Regions from separate parts of the Pan troglodytes genome. Here region 1 is linked to region 2. The links are chromatin contacts, called in public HiChIP or PLAC-seq maps. All regions are on one chromosome and are shown on one strand. The core of a region is the stretch at or near the end of the contact, and the rest is flanking DNA. Distances in the headings are between cores, read along the strand shown.

The links. HiChIP or PLAC-seq counts read pairs in DNA pulled down with a chosen protein or histone mark.
Region 1: an H3K4me3 HiChIP or PLAC-seq map of stem cell-derived excitatory neurons shows a contact between it and region 2, with 19 times the contacts expected there. The contact joins the promoter of CCN6 here to the promoter of REV3L in region 2. A contact is called at or near these places in 1 of 7 Hi-C or Micro-C datasets (stem cell-derived neural progenitor cells) and 1 of 1 datasets of contacts at active chromatin or transcription factors (stem cell-derived excitatory neurons).

Annotation. Positions count from the first base shown.
Region 1 is chr5:123,975,578-123,982,673 of NHGRI_mPanTro3-v2.0_pri, reverse strand. CCN6 (cellular communication network factor 6) reads right to left here and starts at 4,528. Exons shown (of 8, transcript XR_010157772.1): 1 at 4,357-4,528.
Region 2 is chr5:123,410,304-123,417,229 of NHGRI_mPanTro3-v2.0_pri, reverse strand. REV3L (REV3 like, DNA directed polymerase zeta catalytic subunit) reads left to right here and starts at 5,377. Exons shown (of 32, transcript XM_003950901.6): 1 at 5,377-5,814. The coding sequence starts at 5,676. It overlaps LOC741253, which reads right to left and starts at 5,677. Exons shown (of 4, transcript XM_063813277.1): 1 at 5,588-5,677; 2 at 4,898-5,511. The coding sequence starts at 5,677. LOC134807019 (a long non-coding RNA gene) reads right to left here and starts at 4,843. Exons shown (of 3, transcript XR_010157768.1): 1 at 4,767-4,843; 2 at 3,695-3,812.

The sequences.
Region 1 (7,096 bases), core at 3,279-5,778, 570 kb before region 2:
TCCTCAGTGTTTGTGTCCCTGGGTACTTGAGATTAGGGAGTGGTGATGACTCTTAACGAGCATGCTGCCTTCAAGCATCTGTTTAACAAAGCACATCTTGCACCGCCCTTAATCCATTTAACCCTGAGTGGACACAGCACATGTTTCAGAGAGCACAGGGTTGGGGGTAAGGTCATAGATCAACAGGATCCCAAGGCAGAAGAATTTTTCTTAGTACAGAACAAAATGAAAAGTCTCCCATGCCTACTTCTTTCTACACAGACACAGCAACCATCCGATTTCTCAATCTTTTCCCCACCTTTCCCCCTTTTCTATTCCACAAAACCGCCATTGTCATCATGGCCCGTTCTCAATGAGCTGTTGGGTACACCTCCCAGACGGGGTGGTGGCCGGGCAGAGGGGCTCCTCACTTCCCAGTAGGGGCGGTCGGGCAGAGGCGCCCCTCACCTCCCGGATGGGGAGGCTGGCCGGGCGGGGGGCTGACCCCCCCACCTCCCTCCCTGACGGGGTGGCTGCCGGGCGGAGACGCTCCTCACTTCCCAGACGGGGCGGCTGCCGGGCGGAGGGGCTCCTCACTTCTCAGATGGGGCGGCCGGGCAGAGACGCTCCTCACCTCCCAGAAGGGGCGGTGGGGCAGAGGCGCTCCCCACATCTCAGACGATGGGCGGCCGGGCAGAGACGCTCCTCACTTCCTAGATGGGATGGTGGCCGGGCAGAGACGCTCCTCACTTTCCAGACTGGGCAGCCAGGCAGAGGGGCTCCTCACATCCCAGACGATGGGCGGCCAGGCAGAGACGCTCCTCACTTCCCAGACGGGGTGGCGGCCGGGCAGAGGCTGCAATCTCGGCACTTTGAGAGGCCAAGGCAGGTGGCTGGGAGGTGGAGGTTGTAGCGAGCCCAGATCATGCCACTGCACTCCAGCCTGGGCACCATTGAGCAATGAGTGAACGAGACTCCGTCTGCAATCCCGGCACCTCGGGAGGCCGAGGCTGGCGGATCACTTGCGGTTAGGAGCTGGAGACCAGCCCGGCCAACACAGCGAAACCCCGTCTCCACCAAAAAAATATGAAAACCAGTCAGGCGTGGCGGCGCGTGCCTGCAATCGCAGGCACTAGGCAGGCTGAGGCAGGAGAATCAGGCAGGGAGGTTGCAGTGAGCCGAGATGGCAGCAGTACAGTACAGCTTCGGCTCGGCATCAGAGGGAGACCGTGGAAAGAGAGGGAGAGGGAGACCATGGGGAGAGGGAGAGGGAGGGGGGGAGAGGGGGAGAAGGGGAGAGGGAGAGCGTGTCTCCTTCCTTTGTTGGCTGGGTAGTAATTCTGTCCAAGATAGGGATATTTTCTAAGATGTGCATTGTTACATAATTTTGTCGTTGTTCAAACATTATAGGGTGAACTTACACAAACCTACATGATATAGCCTGCTACATACCTAGGCTGTATGGTAGAGCCTGCAGCTCCTAGGCTACAAACCTGTACCGCATGTTACTGTACTAAATATTGTCAGCAATTGTAGCACAATAAGTATTTGTGTATCTAAACATATCTAAACATAGAAGAGGTACAGTAAAGAGATCATATAAAAGATTAAAAATGATCCACCTATATAAGACATTTGCCGTGAATGGAGCTTGCAGGACAGGAAGTCGCTCTGGGTGAATGAGTGGTGAGTGAATGGGAAGGCCTAGGACATTATTACTGTGCACTACTGTAGACTTGATGAACAAATAGATTTAGTGTAGCCTATTTTTTCTTTGATAATAAATTAACCTTAGCTTACTGTACCTTTTTTACTTTATAGACTTTTTATCATTTTTTTAACTTTTTGATTTTTTTTTTTTTTTTTGAGACAGTCTCACTCTGTCCCCCAGGCTGGAGTGCAGTGGCACAATCTTAGATCACTTCAACCTCCACCTCCTGGGTTCAAGCTATTCTCCTGCCTCAGCCTCCCAAGTAGCTGGGACTACAGGCACCTGCCACCACACCTGGCTAATTTCTGTATTTTTAGTAGAGACGAGGTTTCACCATGTTGGCCAGGCTGGTATCAAACTCCTGACTTCAAATATCCACCCACCTTGGCCTCCCAAAGTGCTGGGATTACAGGCATGAGCCACCGTGCCTGGCCAACTTTTTGACTCTTTTATAACACAGCTTAAAACACATTGTACTGCTATACACAAATAATTTATTTGTATCCTTATTCTGTATGCTTTTTTTCTAATGTTTTTTCTTACTTTTAAAACTTTTCTTAGTAAAAACTAAGACACAAACATCCACATTAGCCTAGGCCTACACAGGGTCAGGATCATAATATCACTGTCTTTCACCTCAACATCCTGTCCCACTGGAAGGTCTTCAGGGGCAAAAACATGCATGGAGCTGTCATCTCCTATGATAACAATGCCTTCTGAAGGATCTGCCTGTCCTGTGTTATAGCTAACTTTTTTTAATAAGTAGAAGGATTACACTCAAAAATAATGATAAAAATATAGTATAGTAAATATATAAACCAGTAATGTAGTATTTATTATCATTCTCAAGTATTATGTACTGTACATAATTGTATGTGCTATACTTTTACATGACTGGCAGTGCAGTTGGTTTGTTTATACCAGCATCACCACAAACATATAATGCATTGCACTGTGATGTTGGAATGGCTATGATGGCACTAGGTGATTGGAGTTTTTCAGCTACACTATAACCTTATGAGACCACTTTTGTATATGAGGACTGTCATTTACTAAAACATCATTGTGTGACATGTGACTGTATTGCACATCTCACTTACCTTTTTTTCTATATGTCTTTCTGTTAAAAGCATCCCATTTTTTTTTTACAAAGCACTAGCCTCAAGATCCCAACGTGACTCTAGTCACATGTGCATGAGAGAGTAGGTTTGTTTTCTCTTCTTCCTCCACTAACGTGTATACAAGCCTTGTTAATCAACACCTGTGCATTCTCTGAGGGGCTGTTCTGTGCGTGCTAAGGTGCTGCCAGTGCCCCCCACCATGGATGGAGGGACAAAGAGGTGCCAGGCTCTGCTTGGTCCCCTGTCCAACTTTTAATAAACCAGGTCCAAAAATGAGCAACCTCTGACCACCACAAAATGCTCTGCCCAGCCATCTGCGTGGGGCTTGGGTCAGAGTCTCCTTGAAAATAAGCAGGTGTCCTCATTCCAAGGGCCTTTAAAAAAGTCAGGCTGTGGCCCAAGGAAAACAAGGCCAAATATCTCAGAGGTTTATAATTCATTTTGTCACTTGGCCTTGTTAGTCTGGTTTGCAGGGGGAGCTCTGTGTGGGAAACAGGGCTGAGTTAATCAGAGGCAGACACCGAGGCCGACCACATGCAAAGGAGAAGCAAGAGAAGAGGAGGACAGAAAAATTTCCAGTATTTCCAAATGTGGGTGAAGCTAATCTTTCAGAGAAGGAAAAGTATGCATAATGTGGTGTGTCATTCCTGATTTGTAAAATGCTTGCACATGTGAATCATAATTCAATTAGATGGGGACAGTGACAGGCATCCTGGACTTGGAGTCAAAAGACCCTCATTCACATTCAAGCTCTGCTACTTTTCTGAGCTCACTCACCTTAGACAATTTCCTTCAGGCCTCCCTGCCTCCAAGCTTCCTACTTCCCCCAGTCCAGCCTCAACATTGCCATTTGATCTCTTTTTCTTAAACACAAATTAGATCATGTCACTCTCCCGCTCAAAACCCTTTTTCACTCCCCCTGGAATAGAACGCAGCTCCTGGGAAGCACAGTAGAAGGCCTTCCACGACGAAGCAACCTCACCCCTGCACTATCCTTGCCTCACCTGCCAGCTCGGGTAGCACAGACCTGCTGTACTGTGAGTCCCCCAGCCTCTTGCTTTTGCTTATGCGATTCTACCAGGACAACCCTGCCCACTGCTTTATCTGATAAGCGGTTTGCACAAACGACTTCTCCCCTGAGAACGCTTCCTAACCAGCACCCACAGCAAAGCTCCTCAAGCAATTAGCGTGCCACCCTGCCCTTGTAAAGCCCATACTGCAATCATCTGTTTATATGCACGGTTGCAAGATTTTGCTTATAAAAATAATGATAATAATAGATGCCCTGTTAACTGCTTTAGCATATATGGGACACACACACACACAAATTCCTTGTTAACCTGAAATTCAAATTTAACTGGGCATATGTTCATATGGCTTGTCCCTACTAGACTGGGTCACTGAAAATAGAGACTGAGACATCTTCATAGCCTTGGTACCCACAACATGACTGACCTACAGCAGGGGCTTGGTAAATATTTACTTTAGAGTTTTTAGCCTTAAAGTTACTAATCTTACAGGCAAATGAATAAACATTCCACTCACTTTTTATTTGCCTTCTTCAGTGAGATCTACATTAAGTGAGATCTAGGTTTTGCAGAAGGCTAAATGTCACCCTTCTGCAAAATCTAGATTGCAGTTTCCAGACTGTCCGGCTCCAACATGCCATGAGCCCCTACGGACGCTAGATGGCGGAATGGGTTAAGGGACTAGCCCTGCTCTGGGGTCCGGGCGCCCCTATATAAAAGCAGGCGCTTCCTCTGCCGCAGTGCCCTGCATTATTGATTGTGACGCTGCCGCAGAGGTGGGAGGAGCCCGCCGCCATCTCGCCAAGTCTGCAGGATCGGGAACATGGCTTTAGGATCCTTTTCTCTCTCTGCAAAAAGTCCCTCGATAGCTGGAAAGAGAGAGCTCTCTGGGGCCCACATGATTGTTTTCATTCATAGGAAGATCAGACCTTCCCATAGTCAGAATCATTTTTATTTCACATTGTCATTCTGAATAGCGGCACCAAAGAATAGCAGCTGTACTTTCTGAAAGCCACTGATTTGAATCGGCACCTATCGTAAAATATTACCGCGTCACTGAAAGGCAAAATAGCCGGGGGCGGTGGGGGAAATTCATCATCTCTTTAGGTTTCTCAGTTACAAAACATTCTTATAAAAATAGATGAAAGTACTACGGACGTAAAATAGTTTCATGATATTTAAAACCACGGCCGTATTTTCAACCGGCATTCATTGGAACCGGAAATCTGTATCTTGGAACTGAAAAGCGCTGATCTGAAACTAAACCGTGGGTGGGGCCTTCACGCCGTCCCCTCCGTGGCACCCTTCCCTCCGGGCCAGCAGAGGGCGCTCAACGGGCAGTGAAAGGGGCTCTCGCAGGAGTCCTCCCTATACAAACATTTTATTTTAGCAGGGAACTGAGTTGTCTATTTACTCACCAGTGTTTTTATTTAGCCAATGCCTTTCTTTGAATATAGATGTGCTGATTAGAGTGCTGTATTGTTCCCTCTCTTTATGAGCCACACATATAATGCATCCTCCATGTTGTGTCATTTGAGTTTCCTTTGTGAAATGAGAATTTAGAGACAGTGTAAAGCATCTTGACTAAAGAATCTTAGATTCTGTACTCATAACCATCAAATATAATTCAACAACACATTTAAAGCAGCTTTTCCTGTTGAATCTTTCCCAAGCATTTTGCTTTTTCTTTCCATTGGAAATATCTTTCTTCATGTATCTGGGTATCATCAGTTTTAGTAATATTTGCTCAAATTAATATTTGCTCAAATTGTGTCGTTATCGGGATACAATTAAGTGGAATGAACAGATTAGGAAAGAGGCAAACAACACACTGGGCCTACTAAAGAGGAGCCCCCTGTCCTACCAGCTGTGAGCTCTCAGTGAGCTCAGGGTGTGTTCGTATGTTTCACGAAAGAAACTGAGAGTTAATTAATCTGTCCTGGTACGCGGAGGTCAATCAAGACAGTTTCCACCTGAATTCAGAAAGGTTACATCATTGTTTAAAAGAAATACACACACACACACACACACCACTTTTCCAAATCCACATGTAATGTAATTGAATCAACTGCTAAATCAAATGCTGTCTTAAGACTTGACAGAACGAAACTGAGCTCACGCTTACACACACTAGGACTGTTAATTGATGAGGCTCATCCACAAAAGACTCTCCAAAGTGAACCTCGTGTCACAGTTTCAGAGTGTGGCAAGCAACTCTTCAGTCCTGGATGATGGCTTTCAGAATGCCATCTGTGTCCTGTGCATGCCAGGCACACAGACACTGCCCTTACCTGCCCCTCAGGTTTTATGTCCAAAGTTAGTATGTCCAACTTCAGTAAGCAAGAATATCAGTTCTTAAACTCAGGTTCACAATAAATATCATATATTTTTAGAATCCCTTAAATCAAGTCGCATGTAACTCCAAGTCCCCCTTTTATTGAGCTGTTGGACAGCTGAGTCATAATCATTATTGGGCACCTCCTCCATCCTGGTTTGGGTCAGGGTTCCAGGTCCCTGCAGCCCACAGGCAATGGTTCCTTCAGGTTTGACAATCCTGCTATTTCAGTACCAGCCTTGGGTCATGAGAACATTGGTGCACTGGAAGATGCTGCATCTAGGGACCAATCTCCCTGGCTGGAGTCGCTGCTAGGGATATCTTGGCACCTCCCCAGCCCAGCACACTGCCAAGGAGAGGTGAGCAGCTCCCATTCTCACAGGACCTCTGACCAGTCTTGGGGGAGGAGAATCTCTTCCAGCCACCTAGCTGCTCCAAAAATGTGCCACTTCCTCCTCCCACTCTAGGAATTTACTGTAAACGGTAGTATCAGCTGTAAACCCTTTCAAACAAGATGGTGCCACCATCCCCACCCCCATTCCCAATAAAACTAAGGAGCTGCAGAAACTAAATGTGTGGATTGGCACTGCATGGGAAAAAGTTCTGTTCTAATGGGACAAAGTAATGCTAAAGATTCAAAGCCACTTTGATCAAAAACATTCTGTCTTTTCTGGACAGTTACAAAAAGAGGAAGGATGGAAACTTTCCCACCATGGAGAATATGGGAGCTCTGTTTTGGGGCTCTTGAAGCATTTCCATGTATAAACACTTTGTTTTGTTAGCCAGCATTTTCGGTTCATGCATTCCTTCAGTCCCACCTCTAATTAAGCAAAGGCATTAAATTTTTAGTATCAGTAATAAATATCCCTTCCACCCCCCAAAAATGTTTATTACAATTGTATGTTTTTTCTGCTACTGAAAA
Region 2 (6,926 bases), core at 4,128-6,627:
TAGTGCTCATGGTTCATAGCTGTACACAGTGGAGGCCACTCTAGGAGTTCAGTGGAGAGCAGCAACTCCTCTTTGGGGACATTTAGAAATACATGGGGAATTTTTTATTGTTACAGTGGCATGTAGTGCACGGGGGCCAGGGATGTTAAATGTCCTGCACAATGAAAAACTGTTTCACCAAAAATGCCAGAAGCCCCATTTGAGAAACCCAAGAGCTCAGAGCCATCAACTTCATGAACATGCGATAAGTATAGTCACACAGGGCCCAGTGCTTGGTTTAATGCTCTGTAGTCACTGTCTTGAAAATTGTAATACTTTTATGTTTGACTATCTGTTTTGTAAGTCCAGTGGTATAGCAGAGCATAATATGCAAGCAGAAGTATGTATCCTTTCTTCCTTGCCGTTCTATTTGCATATGGTCTCCATGATGCCTCATGACAAAGGATTCTGGTGGACCTATGAGGTGCAGGAACTCAAGAGAGTAACAAAGTTAATACAAAACAAGCATGTAACATCTATGACTGAGTTAGTGGAGGCATAGACAGTTCCAAGAGGCTACACTTTTCATTCAAATCAGAACTTGCTTCAGGTGCAGAAAGAAGGCAACAGCATCTTTAAGAAACACAAGTGATTACATCACATCCTTCCTTACTCATGTGTTACTTACCACTATTAGCCAACCATTTACACAAAAAATGATGACAAAGAATGAAAGGGAAAGTAGGGCAACTCAGCATTCCCTTTCCTTTCATCCTTCCTTACTCATCAGTAAGCAGAAGATGGAGAATGTTGGTAGAATGTGTGCATATCAAGAAGGAAAACAAAAATAGTTTAGTTTTGTGCAGAGTTTACACTGCTCTGATAGCACAAAATACATATGCATTTACAAGCTATGAATTGTATAATTTTGGTGATTCCACATACAATTGAAATGCTCTTATATTTGCATTTTAAAACGGCATTACACAATATAAAGATGAATGGTAAAATTCATCCTAAGAATTAAAAAATTTAATTTTTCTTCTCATAGAATGACATTAAAAAGCAAATTTAAAAACACTATGACAAGTGGAGAGAGCGACGACAGAACAAAGAAAAAGCTTTATATTTTAATACAGATAATAGCACATTTTCCCCTGTGTTGGAACAAGAGGCCTTACGTTTTCATTTTGCTCTGGGCTCCACAAATTATGTAGCTGGCTGTGACTGGGCTGGTTGAAGCAAAAAGGGATTAAAAGACACTATTTAGTTCACAGATCTCTCAGAGGGCCAGAGAACCAGACTTGGATAAACCAAGCTAGAAACAACATCCAAGAAAAACCAAACCACAAAGAACACCCATCCCACATCACAAAGCTATTCTAGTGGAAACCCATCCCAGCAATGCCTGCCAGTCAGCACCTATGACTCTAGAACAGATGCCACAACTCCTCCCTACCTACCCAGAGGAACCAGATACCTCCTTCATGGTATTTGTCAGAAGATACTTATCTCCCTGAGTGCAGTTGAAGCATCATGTTGCTCGCTCTCACATCCATGTCCTGAATGGGTACATCTGATTGCTGGAAACTAGGTCATATACTGAAGCCAGCTTCTGATTGTCAGCATCCTTTCCAACTAACTCCACATTTACTGAAGTCACTCTGGTAGAGGACACATTTGTACCATGTAGTCCCAACTAGTTGGCAGGTTGAGGTGGGAGGAGCCTAGCAGTTCAAGACCAGCCTGGGCAACATCGTGAGACCCTGTTCCTCAAAAAGAAAGCAAACCGAATTGGCCAATGCTACAAATTAGGGCCTTCCCTCTTCTCTAGCCATTGTTAAACATTTACTGATCACACCATTGATCTCACACCAGCAATCTAGCTGCAAAGGAGTCTGAGAACTGCAGTTTGTTTTCCAGCTTTTAAAGTACAGAAAAGTAAGCAAGAAGGGGGTTGGATGAATACTGAATAAGCCATGTTATAGTATCTGCCACAAAAGTATGGTAGCTACTACTGTCTGTTCTAGATTATAAACTGCTAACAGGCAGATGTTAACAGATGTTGAACAGTATTGGTAAAGGAGACTTGGTAGGCTTTTACTAAAGGCAGACATGCTAAGTACATGTCAGTGAACTAGAAAAGATGATTAAATGTTAATTCATATGATTAAAATACATTTTTAGGATGCTAGACTATAAACCTTATAAGGGAAGGGACCATGTCTGTTTTGTTTCTCACCATATCTCAAATCTCTCGGCAAGAAATAGCCACCTAAAAAAAAAAAAAAAGCACAGTCAGGTGTGGTGGCTCACACCTGCAATCCCAGCACTTTGGGAGGCCAAAGTAGGCAGATCGTGAGGTCAGGAGTTCGAGACCAGCCTGGCCAACATGGTGAAACTCCATCTCTACTAATAATACAAAAATTATCCAGGCGTGGTGGCACATGCCTGTAGTCCCAGCTCCTCGGGAGGCTGAGGCAGAATTACTTGAACCTGGGAGGTGGAGGTTGCAGTGAGCCAAGATTGTGCCACTGGACTCCAGCCTGGGTGACAGAGTGAGACTCTGTCTCAAAAAAAAAAAAAAAAAAAAAAAAGCATTAAGGATATTAAGTATAGAGTTCAATTTTTGCATTTCTCATACTGTATGTAGATAAGACAATTCCAAGTGATTTTACTGTTTCTCAATGAATCAGACTTCTGGATATGAACATTTTACTATATTTTCACATACATTATCTCATTTGAGCCTTATAACATCCCTGAGAAGTTAAAACAGGAATTACTATCCATTTCACAGATGAGGAAATAAATTCCAAAAAATAAGTGAGCACTTAGCTAAATGATGGTTTAATATTCACATTCTCTGACTCAAAATTCCAGAACTTTTTCTTACTTCAGGAAGAATATACATATAAAACACATTTGATAGTGGTTAATTAGGGGGCTATTGTCAGGTTTTCAATTTGAGCATCAACTTAAAACTAAATTACATGCAATGAACACAACATTCCTAATTTCATGCTGCAAATGTTTTTCTTCAAGAGTGAACATTCTTGGAGTTCTAGAAGGATTTGACTTGTGGTTGCAACTGCCTTTTCTTAAAGTAAATAATGTTGATTCAAGAGGTAAGGGTAAAGAAACCCCCTTCTAGAAATCGCAAATCTGTTAATTTGATGCTTTTACCATTTTCTAGTTAGGAATATTATAATTTAAAAGTTATGGATACACTGATTATAATATAGTACAAGGATTCTCAATTTTATTTTGCTTAAGAATCACGGGGTGGCAAGTAGTGTTGCTAACAATACAGATTCCCAGGCCCCATCCCCCAAAATATAATTCAGTAAGAGCCAAAATATCAACACTTAAAGAATTCTAGGTGTCATGGAACACTGAGAATCACTGATATTGTGTATCTGACATTCGGCGTGTACAAAATATTTATTTTATAAAAAATACATTTTAGCATGGTAGTCATATTTTAAAATCACTTCTATAGCCTTCTAAAATTTCAAATCAAGAGATTTTGCCTCTTAAAAATATTAGCTAATTTCCAGCATATTAGTAGAAATCTTGCCACGTATGTTTATAATCATGCTCTGAGGTTAAAAACTACAAGCTAATTTACTGTAGTAATCAGTCTCAAATCCCTCGGAGCGTAAGTTCTTATTATAGCATTTATATGTTAGGGAATTTATAGACAGCTTCTTACCAGTGAGCTGTCTCTTTGGGCCTTTTGATTTTCCTATTTGAAAATCCACAACGGTTCCAAACGAGTAGCTCTCACACCACTTCAAATACGTGGCAACCTGGTAACCATTAAAATGCACCTGTATAACACACAAATGTAAAAGAACGATCTCTACTTGGATGGGTTAGAAATGTGTCAAGGGTCCTAATTCAGGGGCAAATTTCGAACTTGAACCCACGCTTTCTGCCTCCTACAGTTTGCATCTTTTTGTTGAGAAGAAACCCTTCAGGATTAGTTTTTAAGAGAAACCTTCCCGTTTTACATATGTAGAAACTGAGCCCAAAGAAACAAAATTATTTGTCCAAGGTCACGCCCAATATCAGTGGCCAAGTCAGAGAGGAACCCCTTGTTTCCAATTTAATAGCCAAGCCAGCTGCATGTTACTACTCTTTAAAACAAAAATTCCCTAACCGCATCGCTTCACCCCCTCCCGATTTTTGAATAAAGTTGTTTATTCAAAACGGCCCTTCCCCACGGTGGTGCTTTTATGCCTTCGGGTAGTAAAACCTTCCATAACGTGTTAGTGAAAAACACGAGGAGGCCACGTCTAACGCGGTGACTTTCACAGGCCTTTTTCTTTGGCCAAAATTTTCTCGGAAAGACTGTTAATCCTACATTCCGCTGGGGGAGGAGCGACGAGGGAGGAGGGAGGTCACCGGCAGCTAACAAGTCCTTACATGTACTTGCGCGTGCCCGGGACGCAGCCTGCGGGGCCGAGGAAACCAACGAAGGATGTATTAGGACGAGAGGGAAGGAAGGGGGCGGGAGAAAAACACGGTAGTGGGAAATCCCTGTGCACTGGATCTGCCAACCCCTCGCAAAGCTGAGAAGAGCCGTGCGTGAATAAATCTCATTAAATGGCCCGGCGCAGACACTGCGGCAGCAAAGAGGAGGGGGGCACCGCGGCTCGCGCGGCACGTTCGGGAAGGGGGAACGCCAGGGCGGCCCTTTTATAGGCCGAAGCCCGCGCCCGCGCCCGCGCGCCCCCACCCTTCGCACCGCCCCCGGGCCACGCGCGGAGCCGCGGCGTTACCTGAGAAGGGCCGGCTGCGTCCGCACCCGGCCCCGCCCGTTCCGCCGCCCGCCCGCTCTTCCCTCCCGCGAGGCCGCAGCGGCACGAGATCTGCGCCTCGCCTCCCTCCTCACGCGGGCGGATTTTCTTACCTTGTGAAAAACCGTCTCAGCGGCTGCCCCCGCCTCCTCTGCTGGATGTGAAATGGCGGTCGGCGAGGCAAGTGTGAGCATCGCAGCTCCTGCCAATCCTGCATAGCCGCCAAAACGGCCCCGAACACTGGCGCCCCCCTCCCGCAACCCCCTCGGAGCCCATCCATGAGATCGGTGCTCCGCCGCCCCTTCCGCTGCCCCTCACCCAGGTGACCGTGCCCGCCAGCCGAGTCATCGATCCCGCGCGGGTCCTGCCGGCCGCCGGCCGCCTCCCTCGCCGCGTGCCCGGGGAGGGGGAGAAAGCCCCTTCTCGGCCCCCGCCCTCCGTGTCCCGCCTGGGCGCCCGCCCTCTCGCTCCTTTTCCCGCCGAGCCCCCTCCCCCGCACTACTCGCAGCCTCCCTTCGCCACACACACCCCCCCTCTCCCCTCCCTCCAGTGGTTGCGTCCGTGACATCATCATCATGGCAACAAGAGCTGCAGCCTGGGACCGAGGAGCCCGTGTGATTCCCGGCGGTGGCGGCAGTGGCGGCAGCACCAGCACCGACGAAAGCTCGAGGGCTTCTCTCCTGCGGCCCCTTGCCGGGTGCTCCTGAGGAGGCGGCGGCAGCAGCGCCTATACCGCCCCGCCCGCCGCTCCTCGAGGTGCCTCTGTGTGAGGGGAGGGGGCCGTGCCGAGAAGGGGAGGGGGCGCCGCCGCCGCTGCGGAGGGAGCCGCCGCCGCTGCTGCTGCCGCTGCCGGGTCGCCAGTGAAGGGAGGCAGTGGCGGCGGCGGCGAACATGTTTTCAGTAAGGATAGTGACTGCAGACTACTACATGGCCAGCCCGCTGCAGGGGCTGGATACCTGCCAATCCCCCCTCACCCAGGCCCCTGTCAAGAAGGTGCCGGTGGTGCGAGTCTTCGGAGCGACCCCGGCAGGTAAGCGGGCGCCGGGCGCGGGGCGGGAGCGGGAGTCGGCGGGGCGCCGGGGCCGCCCTCCCCGCCGCGCACACGCGCGCACGCCGCCGGCGCCGGCCGTCTCCGTGGATCGCTGCCGCGTCTTCCCTCCCCTCCGCCCTCCTCGCCTTTTCTCTCGTGCGTGACAAGAGGCGCAAAAATGTGGGTCCGCGCGAGCGCTGCGCGGCGCCCCCACCCCCGGGCAGGGAGGTGGCGAGCGCCGCGTGTTTACACTGCGTGTGGCGGCCGGGAGCGGGAGCCGCACTCCAGGGCGCGGGCCGGGAGAGCGAAAGCCGCGGGCGCCCCGGACGGCGGGCCAGGTGGCCGCGCCATGTCCATCGGTGGACGGGTTCGTAGGGCCTGCTCTGAGGTCGGTCGCTAGTGGGACATCCCTTGTGTCCCCCAAGTGCCGCTTTCTGGAAACGGGGAAGTGTCAGCCTTGTTGTCAGTCGCTCCCCATGGTCTCTTCTCACCCTCGCTCTCCTCTGCCAGTTCCGGAGATGCAGTGGGCCGGAGAGAGTGGCGCTTGGGGCCAGATAATCTTTCTCACTGGGGTGACCGTGTGGCTCTGCTGTGAGTGCAGGTCGTGACTCCTTAGAGTTTAGTGCCTGAGCGTCTGGGGACAGGGCAGCATCCTTAGGTGCAGTGCTTTCAGGAAATGTGCATCCATGGAAGTAGGAAATGCGTGTTTATGTTGCCCAATCTAAAACATCACACTTAATGGGGTGAATTTATTAGGAACCACAGCCAGACTCAGCAGCACAGACATTTTGAAATGCTCCTAGGCTGGGCTGTAGGATTGCGTTTTAAGTACAGGTATATATTTTTTAAACACACCTATGTTGAAGAAGGGGTGGGAAGGGGAGACAGCCGTGACAGAAGGTACGTTCTCAAAAACTCTTGGGGCTTATGATAATATAAAAAAGATAGAGGCCCAATTTACTAGGTGTTTTAAAATGGTTTTGCTTTTTTGCATGCTTTGAACTGCTTCTATGAAATAATGGAGTTCTAGGAAATAATGCATCTTAGGAAAGGTTGTTCTTCCCTCTAGCTATGAATTGCCCTATGGGATTTTAGATAGCATTTCCCACTTG